Linked DNA regions of Anas platyrhynchos: region 1 is linked to region 2. A link is a contact called in public Hi-C data. All regions are on one chromosome and are shown on one strand. Each heading gives the region's core, a stretch centred on a gene start, on an enhancer-like site or on the middle of the called end of the contact. The rest is flanking DNA. Distances are from core to core; before and after follow the strand shown.

What was found. A called contact is a pair of places that touch in the nucleus more often than the background predicts.
Region 1: a Hi-C map of F1 follicle shows a contact between it and region 2, with 2.4 times the contacts expected there. The contact joins the promoter of MTCL1 here to the enhancer-like site in region 2. A contact is called at or near these places in 2 of 8 Hi-C or Micro-C datasets (F1 follicle and liver).

Annotation. Positions count from the first base shown.
Region 1 is chr2:50,677,630-50,682,010 of IASCAAS_PekinDuck_T2T, reverse strand. MTCL1 (microtubule crosslinking factor 1) reads left to right here and starts at 3,112. Exons shown (of 15, transcript XM_072034716.1): 1 at 3,112-4,381. The coding sequence starts at 3,635. LOC113842838 (a long non-coding RNA gene) reads right to left here. Exons shown (of 2, transcript XR_003495647.3): 2 at 1,758-2,831.
Region 2 is chr2:50,537,352-50,541,389 of IASCAAS_PekinDuck_T2T, reverse strand. No RefSeq gene overlaps it. Among named protein-coding and RNA genes, the nearest start is that of NDUFV2, 62 kb to the right of the region's middle. Within about 2 kb of position 1,944, at least 3 of the 8 cell types and tissues checked have an H3K27ac peak or open chromatin away from gene starts, as enhancers often do.

The sequences.
Region 1 (4,381 bases), core at 1,863-4,362, 140 kb before region 2:
ATAAAGCTTTAGAAAAGGTCTTTGGAGCTTTGGATCCCCCAAGGAGAGAGAGCAGAGGAACAGATTGGGGAAAAAAAAAAAAAAGTGAACTTTCAATGTTACACATTTTCCTGTTGAAGCTATTCATGGGTTTTGTTGTCAATGTGTTACTGTAACACCTGCTGGCCACAGTGAGGATTCCTCTGGGACGGTATAATCACAGAGCACAATGTGGCCACAAAGAAATTACAACTCATGATCTGCAACATATAAAGGGGGAATAATGACAGACTCAAACAGGTATATGCTGTTTTATCCACACGAACAGTCTGGATGGATGCATTTGTGTCTTCATTTAGTGTTTGCATTAGTTCTGTACACACGAGTGCTCCCTTGCAGCTCTGAGTCTGGCCATTACAAGTCGGCTGCTCTTAGGGTATCATTCAAGTAGATCTGAAATAGGGATTTGAAATAGGAGAAAATAACAGCTTAGGCTTAGGCTACTGTAAGCTGGGCCGGCTGAGGGACAAATTTACATTTAGATTGAGTCTCTTCACATCTCCTCCAAGTAATTGTAAACTCTCTTGTGCCTCAGCCCTAGAAAGGAATTTAGGGAGCCCTGCGCTGCCAAGCTGTGCCTTACACTTTGTAAAACATGTGATAGCTAATCTAAGTAGTCAGGCTTAGCATCTACTTTTCATAATTATTTGTGCAAATACTACTCGGTTATCAAATGTCTGCATAAATTGGACAAAGGATATCAGCACTGCCAAAATAAATTTGTTGTAGAAGTGTTATGTCTGATTATTTGTATTATTCAACCAACACCCAGGCGTCCTATTATGTTAAGAGTCACACAAGCATATAAGAAACTGTTCCCCCACCAGGGAGTGTATGACTAATTTACGATAAGAGACAACAATTGGACATTACAAGCAAATAAAAAGAATGGGAGAGGAGAATTAGGTTAAGCATGATAGTCGGTGCCTGCACGTTCCTATGAGAACCATCAGTGAGATTTAAGTAAAGGGAAAAAATGGTTTGATATAAATAAATAAGAAACATGATATCAGCAGCCCTTACTGGGCATTTGCCTAGCCCAACAGAGATTTCTGTGGTATGTACTTAGCTGTCATATTAGGGTCCTATTCTCACTCTTGCCAAGCCCATTTATGCCCCTCTTCCAGGGACCTCCAAATGGTGTTGGACACAGACAGCAGAGGACGGAGGAACCCAGCCAAGCTGCCACAGCTGGGCTCAGGCCACAGAAATCTGCCATCTGCACCCAGCCAGGCACGTGCCCGGCAGGGTTCCTGGTACTGCACGGCTTTGTTACTGAGTGCTTTATACCGCCAGAAAAACCTAAAGGGATCTTGGCGTGACCAAGCATTCGTCTCAGCCCGATGTGTGCTGCTGTTGTTTTTGGTCCCAGGCTATTTTGTGCGAGTATCAATGTAAACGAGGCACTTTATTACGACGCCTCCTTGGACTGGTGCTGCCTCTGAGTGCAGGGGATAACCAGCCTGTATGCTTTGAGGAGAGGAACACAAGGGTAGGCATTTATGGAGGTATCTGTTCTCCAGTCCCCCTCCTGATCCAAGGCCACCCTGCCCCGCTGTGAGCCTGTAATTGTTCTGAGCCCGACTTCTCTTTACTGGGGAGCCGGGCTGAGTTCAGCTCCTCATCCTCACCTTTGGGAGCTCGTGGCTGACGATGCATGGACATACAAAAAGACCCTTCAAAAAATAAAGCATTTGGTGGGGAAAAAAATCATAAAATAAGCAAAAATAATCTATATTTTGGTATTTGTGATGTGAAATTTGCAAGGTAAATTTCCAAAGCAAACTGGACTCTGCCAGGCACTGAAGTGTCTCGGATTAACTCTGCCAGCTAATTCCCAGCCTTTTGTGAATGTGCTCCTTTCTCCACCTCCCTAATTCTCTTCCCCTCCAGTGCAAAGAAGCCTGGCACTGTCTCTCAGCTATTGTTTGCAGGAAAGTGGCTTATCTTGAGCCATACTTTTTCCTTTCATTTTCCTTTTGATTTGAAGTGTTGTTTTCGTGGGGCAACCGAGTCAAACCAGAGTACTCATAAATCAGTCCCGAGCAGTTCCCCTTTCATCACAGGACTAAAACACATTGAGAAGCTAAGAGAAGCTGGAATTATGGCGTAGTCTTGAAAGTTGTAACTGGACCCAAGGGAGAGCGGCGACATCCCTTCCTGATTCCTATCATCCCTAACATTTAATATTCTCGTGATAATATTTCTTCGGATGAAACACAGCATCTCTCGCTCCAGGATTTCAGCAAAGGAGGCTTGTTTAGCTTCTGGATGGTTAAAACAAACCGAAATAACTCCACCACCACCCCCGGCACTCCGCTGCTGCCCCGCGGCGGGGCGCTGCCCTCCTGCCCCCGCAGCCCCGGCTCTCCCTCGGGTCTTTTCTCCCCCGCTGCAGCAGCTCTCGCCAAACGACGTCACTTGTTGCACGATGACGTTGTCGGTGGCGTCACCAGCTGCCCGTGACACACCGGGGAGCCGAGCGGAGGAGCCCGGAGCATCCCCGCCGCCGCCGCGCCGCTTTCCCACGCTCCAGCTCCGCTCCCTTGTTTTTTTTTGTTTTTTTTTTTTTTTAGGGGTTCTCCGGGCTCTTTGCAAATAAACGCAAGGGCTCCGATGCCGCGGACCCCGAAAGGACGGCCCCCGTGTTTTTCGGAGCCACAGCCAGGAGCTCGCTGGGTGCCCGGGATGCTCGGCACTGCCTCTGGGCGAGCTCGGTGCCTGCCGCCAGCGAGGAGGTGATGCGGCGGCTGCTGCAAAGCGCCGGAGAAAGGATTTTCGTCAAGTCTTAGCTGGAAAAATAAATAAATAAATAAATAAATAAATAAATAAATAAATAAATAAAATGGTAAAAAAAAATATAAATCAAGCAACGTGCAACGCCGATGGCTGGGAAATACAAACTCCCCGCCCGAAAATCAGGGTTTCTGGCAGCAAGCGGCTGCCGGCGGCGCCCCTGTGCTGAAGGCTGCGGGGAGCTGGAGGGGAGAAGGAGCTGGCAGGGAGCCTGGCGCCGTGACAGAGGGGGCGGATCCTGCGCACAGGCGGGGAGCGCCGCGCCCGAGCGGCCCCGGCAGCAGCGGGGCTATTTCAGGAGCCGGAGCCGGGGCCGGCACCGGGACCGAGCGGGGCCGGGGGCAGCGGCGCCGGTGGGCTGAGAGGGGGCGGCCGGGTTAAGGGGGCTGCGGGCCGGGTGGAGGGGAGAGGGAGGCTTTTGGGGCGGCATCATAAGTTGAGCTGAGCCAGGCGGAGAGGGGAGCGGGAGGGGAAGGAGAGGAGGAGGAGGAAGAGGAGGAGGAGGAGGAAGAGGAGGAGGAGGAGAAGGCGGCGGCTGCCGCCGCTGAGGGATTTGGGCTCGTTTCGCCGAAGCAAATCAGTGCTCGGGAGAGAGCGGCGAGGAGGAGGAGGAGGAGGAGGAGAAGGAGGAGAAGGAGGGGGTGAGGGGGCAGGGAGACAGGGCTCGGGCGAGAAAAGTGCGAGGGCTGTGTCTGGGCGAAGCAGAAGTGATGAGAAAGCCGGCGGGGAGGCTGCAGGAGGCTGCCACTGCCGCCGAGCTCCGCCGCCGGCCGCCCCCCCGGCGCCCCCGGCCCTCGCCATGGAGGCGCTGAACGGCCCCGGCCCCGGCCCCGGCGACTCGCTGCGGCCGCCGCCCGGCCACCACCACCCTCACGCCGACAAGAAGCGGCCGCACCGCGCCCCCTCGCCCGCCAGACCCTTCCTCAAGGACCTGCACGCCCGCTCCGCCGCCTCCAGCGCCGCCTCCAAGCCTCCCCCGGCTCCCCCCAAGTCCCCCGGGCTCCCCGGCCGACCCTCCCCGCCGCCGGCCTCGCCGCAGCCGGGCGCCCACCACCCTCCGGCCGCGGGGCTGCTGGCGGCGCAGGGCCGGCTCCCCCGCCGCCCCGCCGCCCCGGGGGCCAAGGCAGCCCCCGGCCCCGCCGCCCCCGCCGCCCGGCCGGGCTCCAAGGCCGCCCCCTGCGCCAAGCGGGCGCCCCGCGGAGCCGAGCCGGGCCCCGGCGGGCGGCCCGGGGGGCGGCAGCCCGGCGGCGGCGGCGGCGGCGAGGGGGTCGCGGCGGGGGGCAAGGGCAGGAAGGCGAAGCGGGGAGCCCCGCCGGGCAGCGGCCATGCGGCGGCGGCGGCGGCGGTGCTGGCCCGCGTGGGGCACACGGACAGCAGCTCCGACCTGTCCGACTGCCCCTCCGAGCCGCTCTCCGACGAGCAGCGCCCGGCGCCGGCCGCCAGCAGCGACGCCGAGTCCGGCACCGGCTCCAGCGACCGGGAGCCCCGCGGAGCCCCTCCGGCGGCCGCGGTCCGCGGGGAGCCCCCCCCGGGGCCGCAGCCCGCA
Region 2 (4,038 bases), core at 695-3,194:
CTAGTATTATTTTAGATGTCTACATGCATCCTTCATCTGCTGCTCAGGAAATGCACAAGTCTCCAAAATATTTATTGTAGCTCCGGTCCTACATGGAAATCCCTAGGGCAGCACACCAACTTCATGTGATGACATAAATGTTTAGGCACCTGAAGCCTGCCCTGTTTTCTTATAATATTTGTGAAAATCCATTGCCTGCTGAGTTAATGGCCACAGCACCAAGCTCAACATACCTCCATCATCCTGAGAGTGCCAGCTGGCAGCACACACGCAGTCCAGAGCGAGCCACAGCCAGGTACTGCCTCCTTCAGACTGGTAGAAGTGGGTGGGGAAGGGCCTGGAGATACCGTGAAGAGGTTGATATTAAATAGAGAAGGAACTGCAGGTATGCTGGGGGTGATATGATGGGACAGGCTGGGGAGGCTGCAGTTACTGCAGTGGGATCAAAGCTGGAAGCCAGACGTGGACTTATAATAAACTGGACTTTCCACTGTTCCCCCTGCTTATTGTGCAATAAACTGCTTGTGCTGCTGCTCACAGATCCATCAGAAATGACCCAAAAGGGTCTGAGGCATTAGCAGTTGTTGCTAATCACCTTCCCATACCAGAGCTCTGGCTGAGCCAGGGCCAGGAGCAGCCCCTCAGGAGCACTCCTGCCCTTGGCACTGCACCAGGATGGTTCCCTGCTGCTCACAGGGCTGGTTTTGGGGAACGCAGCTCTCTCCCAGGTGTCCACTTGACTGCTCTTCAACCACCACATCTCAGCCAAATTAATACTCAAGGACAAATGTAACCCATTGTTCTAACTGCCTCGTTCTAATAATGCCTAAATTAAACTCTAACGAGAAAAACAATGATGTGCAATCTTAAATCCCACCACAATCAATGGACCATACGAGGTACCCCAAGACAAACAGACCCTACAACCTTGTTGAGTATTTCTGGCACGGTGAGTGAGGCCAGATGCAGCCTTGGGTTCAGCCTCTGTTAAGCATCTCATTTACACCTATATGCCAGTCACACACATTGTGCTAATTTTGTCTACAGAATTTACTCTCCCAGAAGATTTTGTTTAAAAAAAAAAAAAATCTTTTATTTTAAAATTAGAAGCTTTATTTATTTATTTATTTATTTTGCTGCATGCTCTGGAGTACCTCAGGTCTCAGCGGAGAACCAGTGAGATGGAGCGACTCTGTTAGCAACCCTGGTAAAAGGGGTGAAAATGACGACAGGCAACATCAGAATGAGCACCCTGAGTGAAATGGGACCAAAGCATCACTTTGCATGGACCTTTGGTCCTCTTCCTCCCTGAAGTCTTGTATTGGCTCCCCTTAAATTAAGGACAACTTTCTAACTGAACTCGGGACATAACATAAGGCTCTATGTGACTGTAATTTATGACGGGAATAATCACAAACTTAAACTAGATGAGATCTTTGCAGCTTCTGACCCTCTAGCTTCTCCACCACCCCTTGGGGCAGTAGGACCTGAGGTGCATTTACACACCACTGTTTTACCAGATGGGACCTCGGAGCCCCAGGCTGAGCTCCATGGGCAGGTATCACCCAGCAGGTTTTGCTGCCAGACGTCTGCCACCAGTGCAGGAAGCAGGGGCATGGCTGTGGGCCCCCATCTCCTCAGGCACAGCACAAAGGCACCAGGGCTCGTCTGTCACAGCAGAGGATGTTAAGTGCATTCTGCATGCTCTGGCAGTGGGTGTAGAGGTGACACGTCACCCTCTTTATCTGGCATGTACACCGCTGGCAAGTGAAATCAAAACGCAGCGATATGTTATTGCCCTGTCTGCATTTGGAAAACTCTGAATGCTTTTCCACGTGTCGCTGCTTAAAATTGCAAATTCGCAGAATTGTTTGTCATGGTGTGTTTGACTAATAAGAAATAAATGCCTGGGAAGTTGTGCAACAGGAACACTTCCAATGATCCCTGCTATCTGCAGCCTGCAGTTCTCTCTGGCGTTACTGATGTTTAGCCCGTCTCTTTCAAAGCCCCCAGTGCATTAAATCATTTCGTAAATTAAAAGAAATGTGCCTCCTCCAGCAGACAAAGAGTGGCTAGGAGATCTTCCAGCCTAACACCGAGCCTGCAAAAAGCTTTTGAAATCTCATTACTCATGTATGTAATGGACAGAGCAGCAGTCGCTGCATGGTCTTTTCTGACTATTGTGCATTGTGTGTGTAACCACTTGCTGTGTTGGTAAACGGGGTGGGTAATCTGCCAGCTTTGATTCCCCTCAATACAATTTTCCATAAATGTAGGAAATTGATATTTACATATTATAAAAATATTAAACGTGGATTCAGAGGACTGCCCTATACGCCACTTAATATCATAGTTTATTTAAAGTGTGTCCAGAAAACCTCATCACAACCACCTCCTTTATCCATTGCTTAACACACCAAATATTTGTAGCATTCATAATTTTTCCCTCATGTCTGTCTCAAAAATCCAAAGCCATTTAAGCATGACCAAGGCTTGGATTCATTAATGTCTAATAAAGAATGAGTGCCGGCTGTAGCCTTGGGCAAGTCAGGGAGCTGATAATCACTTTATCCCTCACTCCTCCTTCCTCCTTCCCATCCTCTCTGAAATGAGGAGAATTAGTTCACACTAACCTGTTCCTGACAGCAGACAGCAACAGAATCAAGAACTTGAGGCTGCCTTCTGCAAGACTTGAGTGAAACTGCATAGTGGATTCAAATATTAGAGCACATACCTAATTATGACCTCCTAAGTTACATTTTCTTAGCAAGCTGGGACAAAAATCACTTCTCTCCATGCCCACTCTGGAATTAACACATAAAAATTTTCATTTTAGCAAAATCTATTTACAAAGATTAAGCTGTGTTTTCCATATGCATCCAGACATGGAGATTCTGGAAAGTGCAATCACAAAAGCCATGCCACGCCCTGCTCAGGGCTGCCTGCTATCTGTCAGGCCCCAGAAAAGGGAGCCGTGCACCCGCATGGGGAGGGGTGCTTCAGACCTGGAAAGCCCTTGCACAGAGCAGATGGGATCAGCGTGGGATGAAGAAACATATTGAAAGCCGCTGCTGTGGGGAACTACCGAGAATTGCACATTTTGGCTCAGCCCCGAAGGCAGAACCGACGGGTCCACTCACTTCCTCTGCTCAGAAGGAAGGGCTCTCTCTGTGTAGACATACGGTGATTAAAACCATAGCTGGCTAGTAACTGTGGGTAAAAAAATCATCCCAAACCTCTGATTCATTAACCTCATCACACTTTGCTATCAGGAAATTACTCGGTGAGCTGGTATAGGCGCAGTAGAGCCCAGCTCTCTGCAGTGCACGGTACCCCAGGGCAGGCCTCAACACCAACACAGCCAGATTTTCTGTCCTGGAAGAAGCAGTCTGAGAGACAAAAAGAGCCTCTAGAGCCCCAGCTAAAGCTGAGATTAACTTCTGGGTCCAGGGAAGACTACTTAGGCAGACTGCTTCAAGCCTGGATGACCACAAGCTCTGCATTTCCCTGTTTAATGTCTTTCCGTGTCCACCACTTGAGGCAGCATATTCCCCCTTGTTGGTATTTGCTGTGTAATTTTACTTCTCCTAGAATTCCTCTCTTTTTAGAAATTTTGACAAAGTGGATTTAATTTCAGACTGGAACAAAACCAAATGTCAAAATAATAACATTTTTTCTGTGAAGCACGCTTGCCTAAGTTTGGCCAGATCTGATTAAAGAGAACTAAGAACGAATGTCCTCGAACTCTGCCCATGATTTATCTTCCAACTAGGAATCAGCCTGCTTTAAATGTCCTAAAGACACATGCTGAGCAATCAAGTTGCCTGAGCAAAGCAATGAATTCAGAGCTGAACAACTTGTGTATAGGGCAGCAGGCACAGGATCATGACCTGTGAGCTGTATTAGCCCGTAGCCCCAAGTGTGACAAGAAGGTCCTGTGGTCAGATTTCACTTTACCTAGTGTGGGGAGTAGCCTGGGCATGCTGATTTGCATCCCCCTTTGGGACTAACCAAAAGAATATGGAGAACTGCCTTTGA